Regions from separate parts of the Mus musculus genome. Here regions 2 and 3 are each linked to region 1. Evidence: chromatin contacts called from public ChIA-PET and Hi-C data. All regions are on one chromosome and are shown on one strand. The core of a region is the stretch at or near the end of the contact, and the rest is flanking DNA. Distances in the headings are between cores, read along the strand shown.

The links. A called contact is a pair of places that touch in the nucleus more often than the background predicts. ChIA-PET counts read pairs in DNA pulled down with a chosen protein or histone mark.
Region 2: an RNA polymerase II ChIA-PET map of memory CD8 T cells shows a contact between it and region 1, with 21 read pairs. The contact joins the promoter of Tax1bp1 here to the enhancer-like site in region 1. A contact is called at or near these places in 2 of 484 Hi-C or Micro-C datasets (CD4 T cells and bone marrow-derived macrophages) and 3 of 115 datasets of contacts at active chromatin or transcription factors (the SCID.adh cell line, effector CD8 T cells and memory CD8 T cells).
Region 3: a contact with region 1 is called in a Hi-C map of bone marrow-derived DN3 thymocytes, with 2.4 times the contacts expected there. The contact joins two enhancer-like sites. A contact is called at or near these places in 27 of 484 Hi-C or Micro-C datasets (the Ba/F3 cell line, ECoMG myeloid progenitors, the HL-1 cell line and 20 more) and 1 of 115 datasets of contacts at active chromatin or transcription factors (bone marrow-derived dendritic cells).

The regions. Positions count from the first base shown.
Region 1 is chr6:52,964,423-52,966,930 of GRCm38.p6, forward strand. The region is part of intron 1 of Jazf1 (JAZF zinc finger 1); the gene reads right to left. Gm33219 (a long non-coding RNA gene) reads right to left here. Exons shown (of 2, transcript XR_377681.3): 2 at 736-2,508. Among named protein-coding and RNA genes, the nearest start is that of Gm33219, 11 kb to the right of the region's middle. Within about 2 kb of position 1,254, at least 87 of the 459 cell types and tissues checked have an H3K27ac peak or open chromatin away from gene starts, as enhancers often do. A contact at or near this core is called in the SCID.adh cell line, bone marrow-derived macrophages, effector CD8 T cells and 1 more, where this site is marked.
Region 2 is chr6:52,712,474-52,714,981 of GRCm38.p6, forward strand. Tax1bp1 (Tax1 (human T cell leukemia virus type I) binding protein 1) reads left to right here and starts at 1,256. Exons shown (of 18, transcript NM_025816.3): 1 at 1,256-1,382.
Region 3 is chr6:52,824,972-52,827,479 of GRCm38.p6, forward strand. All of the region lies in intron 2 of Jazf1 (JAZF zinc finger 1), which reads right to left. Among named protein-coding and RNA genes, the nearest start is that of Gm52904, 27 kb to the left of the region's middle. Within about 2 kb of position 1,255, at least 150 of the 459 cell types and tissues checked have an H3K27ac peak or open chromatin away from gene starts, as enhancers often do. A contact at or near this core is called in bone marrow-derived macrophages, where this site is marked.

The DNA.
Region 1 (2,508 bases), core at 4-2,503:
TAAATAAACCAAAGGGAAGAACTCTGGAGCAGATGAAGGAAACGTACACTGCTTGCATAATCTGGGCACACTGTGGGGTGACTGTCTTTAAACCCAGGTCTTGCTGCTCACTGGTGTCAGCAGTGACTGTGCTCAGAATGCCAGCCCGCTCCGTACGGTGTGAAAGTGTGGTGATGTTGCTAGCCCAGGGTGAAAACTGACTTGAAACAACCGCAATAATCAAGCTCCCTCCAGACCCCTGAGCTATGTGAAAGGGCAGATGTAAGGAATAATTAATACAATTCAAGGAGCAGCAAGAGCCCACACAGCACTCAAGTTCACAGAAAATAATTGCTACCACATTTGGTATGGACTCTAACTATCTGAGAGTCCACCTTAAACACATCAAAAAGCCCAAAGCCAGACCTCAAATGCAGGCTGTCACTGAGACAAGTGTTTTTAGACACACTTGGAAGTAACTTTTAAAAGCTACAACTGTAGGAGTTAGAAAATAGATACACAAAAAGAAAATATACACCCCCCTCATAACTCAGCTCCTTTTCACCACCCAAAAACTAACACATTACAAGTAAACACATAAACACTTCACAGAAAATCACAAAACTAGAATGAGTTAAGTGAGCAAGTTACTAATCTTTGTGTTTTCATTTTTCATTATCACAAATGAATTTTTAAAAAATATATATATATATATATGCATACTACCCAAATGTTATTCTTGACACATATTTAAAATTTTTTTTTACATTTTATGGGTGACACAAAACCACCTACATTTAGGGAAAATACAAAGCCAGCCTCTCTTGCCTAGTCCCTTCGTCCCAGCCAGCTGATGGCTTTGGTGTACAGACAGGTGACTAACAAGCAGCAGATAAAGCTACTCTCTCACACAAAGTAGAGCACCACTGACATCTAGATTTCACTGATCAGAGGACTCCCTGAGACAGGCACTCTTCATGGCAAGAGGTCACCCAGGGCATAGCAGGGCAGGTCTAGCGGTCTAGAGCTGGGCCTGAGACCCAGCTTGCTCTCTCCTCGCTGCAGTGTCTTCAGAGACAAGCTCTCCCCAGCCTGCCTGCCTTCAGCAGAGTGCTGACTTCAAGCTGCTCACCGCCCTATTGTCTTATGGAAGGTCTCACCCAAGAGTCCCAGGCCTAGCTAAGCAAACTCTTGAGCAAATTGACTCTCCAGAACGGAACCCCTGTGGTTTGCTCTGGTTTCACTTCGAATAGAGGACCAAGTCACCGGCACCTACCATTCTCACAAACCACGCTTCCCCTCAGAGGGAGGAGGAGCCTTCACACCTCACTAAGTGGCTCCAGTCTGCACTGTCCTGCTGTCTGGGAACAGTTACTCTCCAGAAGTAATTTCGGAGATGTACACCCTGTCTGCATAGAAGCCCCTGGACTTGTGCGTTGTTCTTTGTAGTAAAGAGAGACAAATGGCTGCGAGAATCTTATACTTACAGAGTGATGATTAAGAAACAAAGAATAGCTTAAAAACACAATTAGAAAGACATGGTATAAAAAAAAAATAGGAGTCCAGATGTCAAGCACACTCTGCCTTTTAAATTGGTGTGGAGTCTCACAAAGGAAACCAGTTCTGGCTAGTTGGGAGCAGCAGAGGGGAGGCCTCTCCGGCATACTCTACTTCTGTGGATTTATCAACACACAGCTAACCTGCGTTAGGAAAGCCCATGCACACTATTTAAAGTGCCTCGGAGTGGTCCATGGGCTGCACTTTTTCCTGTCCAAGGACATTTAAGTCATCTCATGCAAGCACGGTGACAGGTCACTGTGAGGGTGCCAGAAGGGGAGTGTAGGTGCAAGTCACAGGAGGAAGCTTACTTGTAGCTAAAATTAGTAACTGTTGCAGTCAGAGGAACAATTACAAAATTTGAGCTGTGGAGTAGAGCTCAAGTGGAAAGCAGGATTTTAATCTTGTGCTCAATATCTTAAAATGCTAAAGGGAAAGAAATGGTCTACACAAAGAGGAATCCAAACTCAGCAAACTCCAAGAAACTAAGGAGGGGAAGATAACAGAAATCTCTCTCTGTGGTCATTTGAAGTAAACTTCCTATTTGTATAGAACAAAACAAAAATGAGGCTTAATAACTAATAAATATTACATGAAACAAGCTATTTAAACAGCCTGGTGTTTGGCATTTAAAAGGTTTTAAAATAATACCTTCATGAGCGTTTGAGGCTTTAACTGTTATATGCCTCTTCTCATTAATGAGGTCATTCTTGCCTGGAGAGCTGTGTAAAACTACTATGTTTTTAATGGTGCCCAAACAAGACTGAATTGACATGGCGTTACGTGGTGCATTTTGGGACAACCCACTCAGGGGGGAATCCTTTAAGGATCCTGCAGCCGAGTGCTTATTACAATGTTTATAACAACAGCAACAATGGTTGCTGGGCTATGCTCTCATTTTCTGGAGAGAAGTAAAGGATGAAAAAGGATGTGGTCCTGGAAAGAGAACATGCCTTTCCTTTAGACAAGGAC
Region 2 (2,508 bases), core at 6-2,505, 250 kb before region 1:
TAAATCAATTAGTTAAAAAAGTAACAGGATGTCTTCACCCTGGAGCAGTAGAATGCCTTAACTCACAGCCAGCCATGAGAGCAATCATGGGGTCTTGAGTAATCTCAGTAAGGAGGTTCTGTATGAAGTTAAAAACTAAAACCCTGCCCTGCATTTTGGTAGCTGTGTCTCCTGACCAACAGAATGCCCCTTTGTGGTTAAATGCCCTGAGATGTCTGTCTGTTCATCTCTCTCTCACTCTCTCTTTCTCTCTCTCCAGGGCATTTTCCCCTATAGTTGCACTAAAATGAAGTGTCTGAAACGCAAAAGATCTCAATTTCATTATATTATTATAGACATTGTGGTTTTGTGACCTGCTTTCCCTTGTGGTTGTTTTCTAGAGCAGCACAGGAAGAAATACCTCAAAAGGAAGACTTGGTTGATCGTGATATGGAAGTGAAAATAATTTAAATTTCTAAAATTACTTTTGCCTTATATAGCTTACCTTTCTCTGTTAAATGTGCAGTTTGAATTGGAACTTCATGGAAGCAAGTGTATTTTATTCAAATCCATCATATCTTGTGTTGGAATATTACTTATCTCATGAATACACTACCGTCTTAATCATAAATATTTCTTTAAAACCCACAATGCCGAACTTAACTTTTGCTTCAACAGCCTATGTCTCTCAACAGTAATTTTTCCTTTTGGAGGACCAGAATGAAGAGATCCCTATTTAAACAAACAAACAAGCAAACACACAGACACCCAACTTAAAAAATTTCAATATATAAGAAACAAATGAATCAGCAAATATTAAGAACCTGTCTTATGGAGGCCAATGTGGACTTGAATTGTGTGGAAAATGAAAGAACTTGAAATTAGAGTTTTGTATATTATTGTTCTGTTTAATGTTATGCTTTCTTCGCTGGTGATACGGTAAATGTCATTAGTTTCATAGCAACACGGGAATATGATGGTTCAATTCGTGATAGCTATGACAGTTCTTGGGGCTTCTGTATATATTGAAACATGTATTAGCTTAGACTGATATTTAAGACCCAGGTCACCTGGCCTCTGAGCGATCCTTCCCATTTCGCTGGTAAGTCAGTTAATTTGTTTCAAACGGACTGTGTTTTGAGGTGACTACATCACTGACCAAAAGCCACAGAGGAAAAAGCTGTCAGGGAAACCACTAAAGGACTCTTTACAGCTAGCGAGTGGGGCGTGTCGCCGCAGAGCATGCGCAGCAGCAGAGGCGGAAGCGAGCCTCCCTGGGGCGGAAGTGACGCACCGCCGGCTCTCCGCTTAGAGAAGGTGTAGCCGGTCTACGCTGAGAGGCAGTGGTGGTGGCCGCGGAGGTTCGGGGCGCGGCGTAGCGTGCGGGGCGGAGGCCCTGACCGGTAAGGTTTGCGGACGGGCCGCGTGCTTTCGAGGTAACCGGCGCTCGCGCTCCGTCTCGGCCCTGGAACCCGGGCCTGGCGAGTTTTGGGAACGGTCTCCGTGGTGACGAAGCTCTCTTTCCCAAGGACGAGCTTCCCCCGGGCCGCGATTGTGACGTGTTTTGGGCTTGGGGTGACCGTAGAGTGGGAAGCGTGGCGGGAGCGGGCGTGCTAGGCCGCGGCTGGCCCCGGCTGGCCCCGGCGTCTAACAAGCCAGGGACGGGTGGCGGGCGCGCTAGGCCGCGGCGAGCCGGGGAGGACCCGTTGGGTTGTTTTGGTTTGAGTCTCCGCTGGAGGAAGAGGCGGGGACTCCCTGTGTCGCCTGGTTTGGCTGTTTACCTGGCTTGGCTTGATCTCCGGCTTCTCCTGGGCTGAGAGATTAGTTGAGTCTTGCTGTTTGGAAAGCAGCCCTCCCCCTCTGGTGCCCAAGAGAAGGCTTTAAGAAATCTTGGGGAGGATCGCTTCGCTCTGTGGTCGTCTGGACTTGATTTCACGACTCCGCCTCCCTCGCTCCACCCACTGCTGACTCTCCCCGGTGTTTTGGACCCGGCGGAAGGTGCAAGACGTGTTCTGGCTAGCGCTCATCGCCCGAAAACTGTACTGTTAGAACGTAGCTGGGGTGTTCGCTTGTATTTCCCTGTTGAGAAATATGAAGTACAATTTGTTCCTGAAAGTTTTGTTGGAAAACGTTGTGGCGTTTGACTATGATAGATTTCCGGCTTTATCGTTATGTTGGTATGTTAGACATTTTAATGCTAAGTATCTGCCAAGTATGCTGCTTTTTGCCAAGTGGTAAAAATTCATGATTAGGACACGAACAAATATAATTAAAATTTTAGTGTTCAATCCCAAAACATTCGAAAATGGTTATTTGAATAACATTCCTTAAAAGTGGGTTGATTAAGTGGGTTTGTGATCTCCAGGTTACCCTCTAGGTGTGGAGAAGAAGCTGAGGCCAAGGACTCGCCTCCATTCTATTCTTCTCAGGGGTAAATTGGATTTCTGTATGTCCCTTTCGAATGTTAGGCAAACGCCCTGAACTTATCTTAGATTTCTGCAAGAATATATTTGACTATGCTAGGAATGA
Region 3 (2,508 bases), core at 5-2,504, 140 kb before region 1:
TGTTTGTAGCCAGCAGCCCTCATTTGCATGCCCAGGGCAAGCACTAATCCTTACCATCAGCTGCTCCCCAGAAAAGCATTCACCCCATAATACTGTTCATCCTGCTGGTTTATTTAGCAAAGCCTTTCTTCCCAGCATACACAGGCTTCCATTTCAGGCCAAGCTGATTACCCCAGATTCCTAATTAGTGCTAATTAAAGCTTTAATGGATAGCAGCCAGAATTTAAAAGCATGCCACCTCCTTTAAAGACCCATGGCTGGTTCAGGGCAGGAATGAGCCAGCCCCAGGACTTCCCATGGAGTGACACAAGCTCCTGGGTACCTTGGCACACAACATGCAGGCCACGGCTGGTGACCTGGAGCCTCTCCATCCTGTTTTCCCAAGGAAAGCAAGCTGCTTGCTCCAATCAACCTCTAAATGTCTACTGAAGTCAGGGATAGTTTTCAAGGAGGACATCATTCAGTATTCCCGACAAGGTCAGCCTCAGAGCGATTTCCCCACTCTTGTCATGGCGGGGAAACAAGACAAAATACCCTAACTAAAATAATTCTGAGGAGTCCAGTAAACCTTTGTTGGGCTGGAAAAGCCTTCTCATACTGACCCTGCTGCAGGGGAATAGCTCAGAACATTCCTGGTATGTCAAGCCCGAAGGCAGCAGTCTAAATCTACCCTTTTCTTATACCATCTCTGCAATGTGCAAGCTGACTCATCGTAAACATGGCCAGACTGAGTCATCAATGTTCACAACACGGAAAGAAGAGAGGATCTGGAGTTTACCATGAGCTCATGAGTGCCCAAGGAGATGCTGAGTCACAGGGGTTCTGAGTCACCAGCCTGGCTGCTGGGAACTGAACTTAAGTCCTGTGCTAGCTTGGCAAGTACTCTCAACACGAAGCCATCCCTGCAGCCCCACATCTAGATTTTGAGAACATTCTGTGCTAGGTGCTTTGCTCCCGAGACAGGGTTTCATGCTGTCAGACAGATCTCAATCTTACCATCTATAAGTAGACAAGGATGGTCAGAATTTCTCATTCTCCTGCTCCCACTTCCCATCTGAGGTTAGTAGAATATGCCACCACGCCTAGCTTACGTGGTGGTGCTGGGGATCAAACCTTTTGCGCACACTTGGCAAGCTCTCTCCTAACAGTCTGTTTAAATTCCCACAGCACGGTTGGCAGCGGGACCTGTGTGAAGACCACTGAAACAGAGATCTCTTTCTGGCACAAGGTGTCCCCTCCACTGTGCTGTTTTTGCTGCTAAGGAGAATTTTGTTTGGAAGTGCTGAGACTCAAGTGACAGTGAGACTCCAAGGGTGTGTACAAGGGGTGAGCAGTCACACCCTAGAGGAGGAAACATGGAGGGCTAGCATGGAAAGGTGGGAGAGGGCTAAGGCCGAGTCTTAGGCAATACCCCTGCTTCTTCAGAGGAAGGCAAGCCGTCCAAATGATTTCAGAGATAGCTTTAAATTTTTTTAAAGGTAACACACCTTTTATTTGCTGTGTTTTTGACGACTATTTGGGGCACAAATATAAAAATAAAAAATACATTTTTCCATTTTTCCTGTGTGTGTTGTGTAGTGTGTGGTGCAAGCTCAGTAGGGCTCATGTGTTCAATAGCACATGCCTGTGCTCACGTGGAGACCAGAGTGACTGCCGGCGTTTCCTCTCCTCGGCTCCTGCCTTGCTTGGTCTTTACCTGGACCTGCCTTGTTTGCTGCTCCTCCTCTGCCTTTCCTCCTCTGCTGGGGTTGCTGGCATGCGCAGCCACACTGGGGTTTTTACAAGGGTGCTGGGATTTGAACTCAGGTCCTCGTGCTCTCAGAGCAAGTAATCTTACCCACAAAGCCGTGTCCCTAATCCCAAAAACTTACTTTTGTAATGAAATCACATGATTTATTCATGTGTTTGTTCAGCTGTTTTGCACAAAAATTTATTTTCTTTCATGGCTGGGAATGGTGGCATGGTCTGTGGCCTCATCATTTGGGAGGATGAAGGAAGAGGACATAAGGCTACCTAGGCACACAGGGACACTGGTTTACAACCCCAAGAGTAGCAAGCGAGAACAAACAGAAGCAAAGCTCAGCAGGGATGGCTGTCTTCCAGCCTGGCTGAAGTACATGGGGTATGGAAAATGTCAGTGTGGGCTCAGGGCTTGGTCAGTGGCAGGCTTGGTGCAATAAGGAGCTGAAACTTCATCTCAAAATGCCCACAAACCACTAGATAAGTAAGAAACTCTGGGGCGGAGGAGATGGTTCACTGGATAAAATACTTACTGCTCAATCACTGATGGCAGGAATTCAGTTCCTCAGCCCCCATGGAAAACTGGGTGTGGGGCCATTTGGTAGGGGGATGGCAGACAGACCTAGTTGCTTGCTGGTCAGCTGGCACAGCCGAAGTGTCACCCTTAAGCTCAGGGAGAGACCCTGTCCCAAGAATAATGTTAAGAGAGACAGAGACAGAGACACCTGACACTGACCTCTGGCCTCCACAAGTGCATATACACGTGAG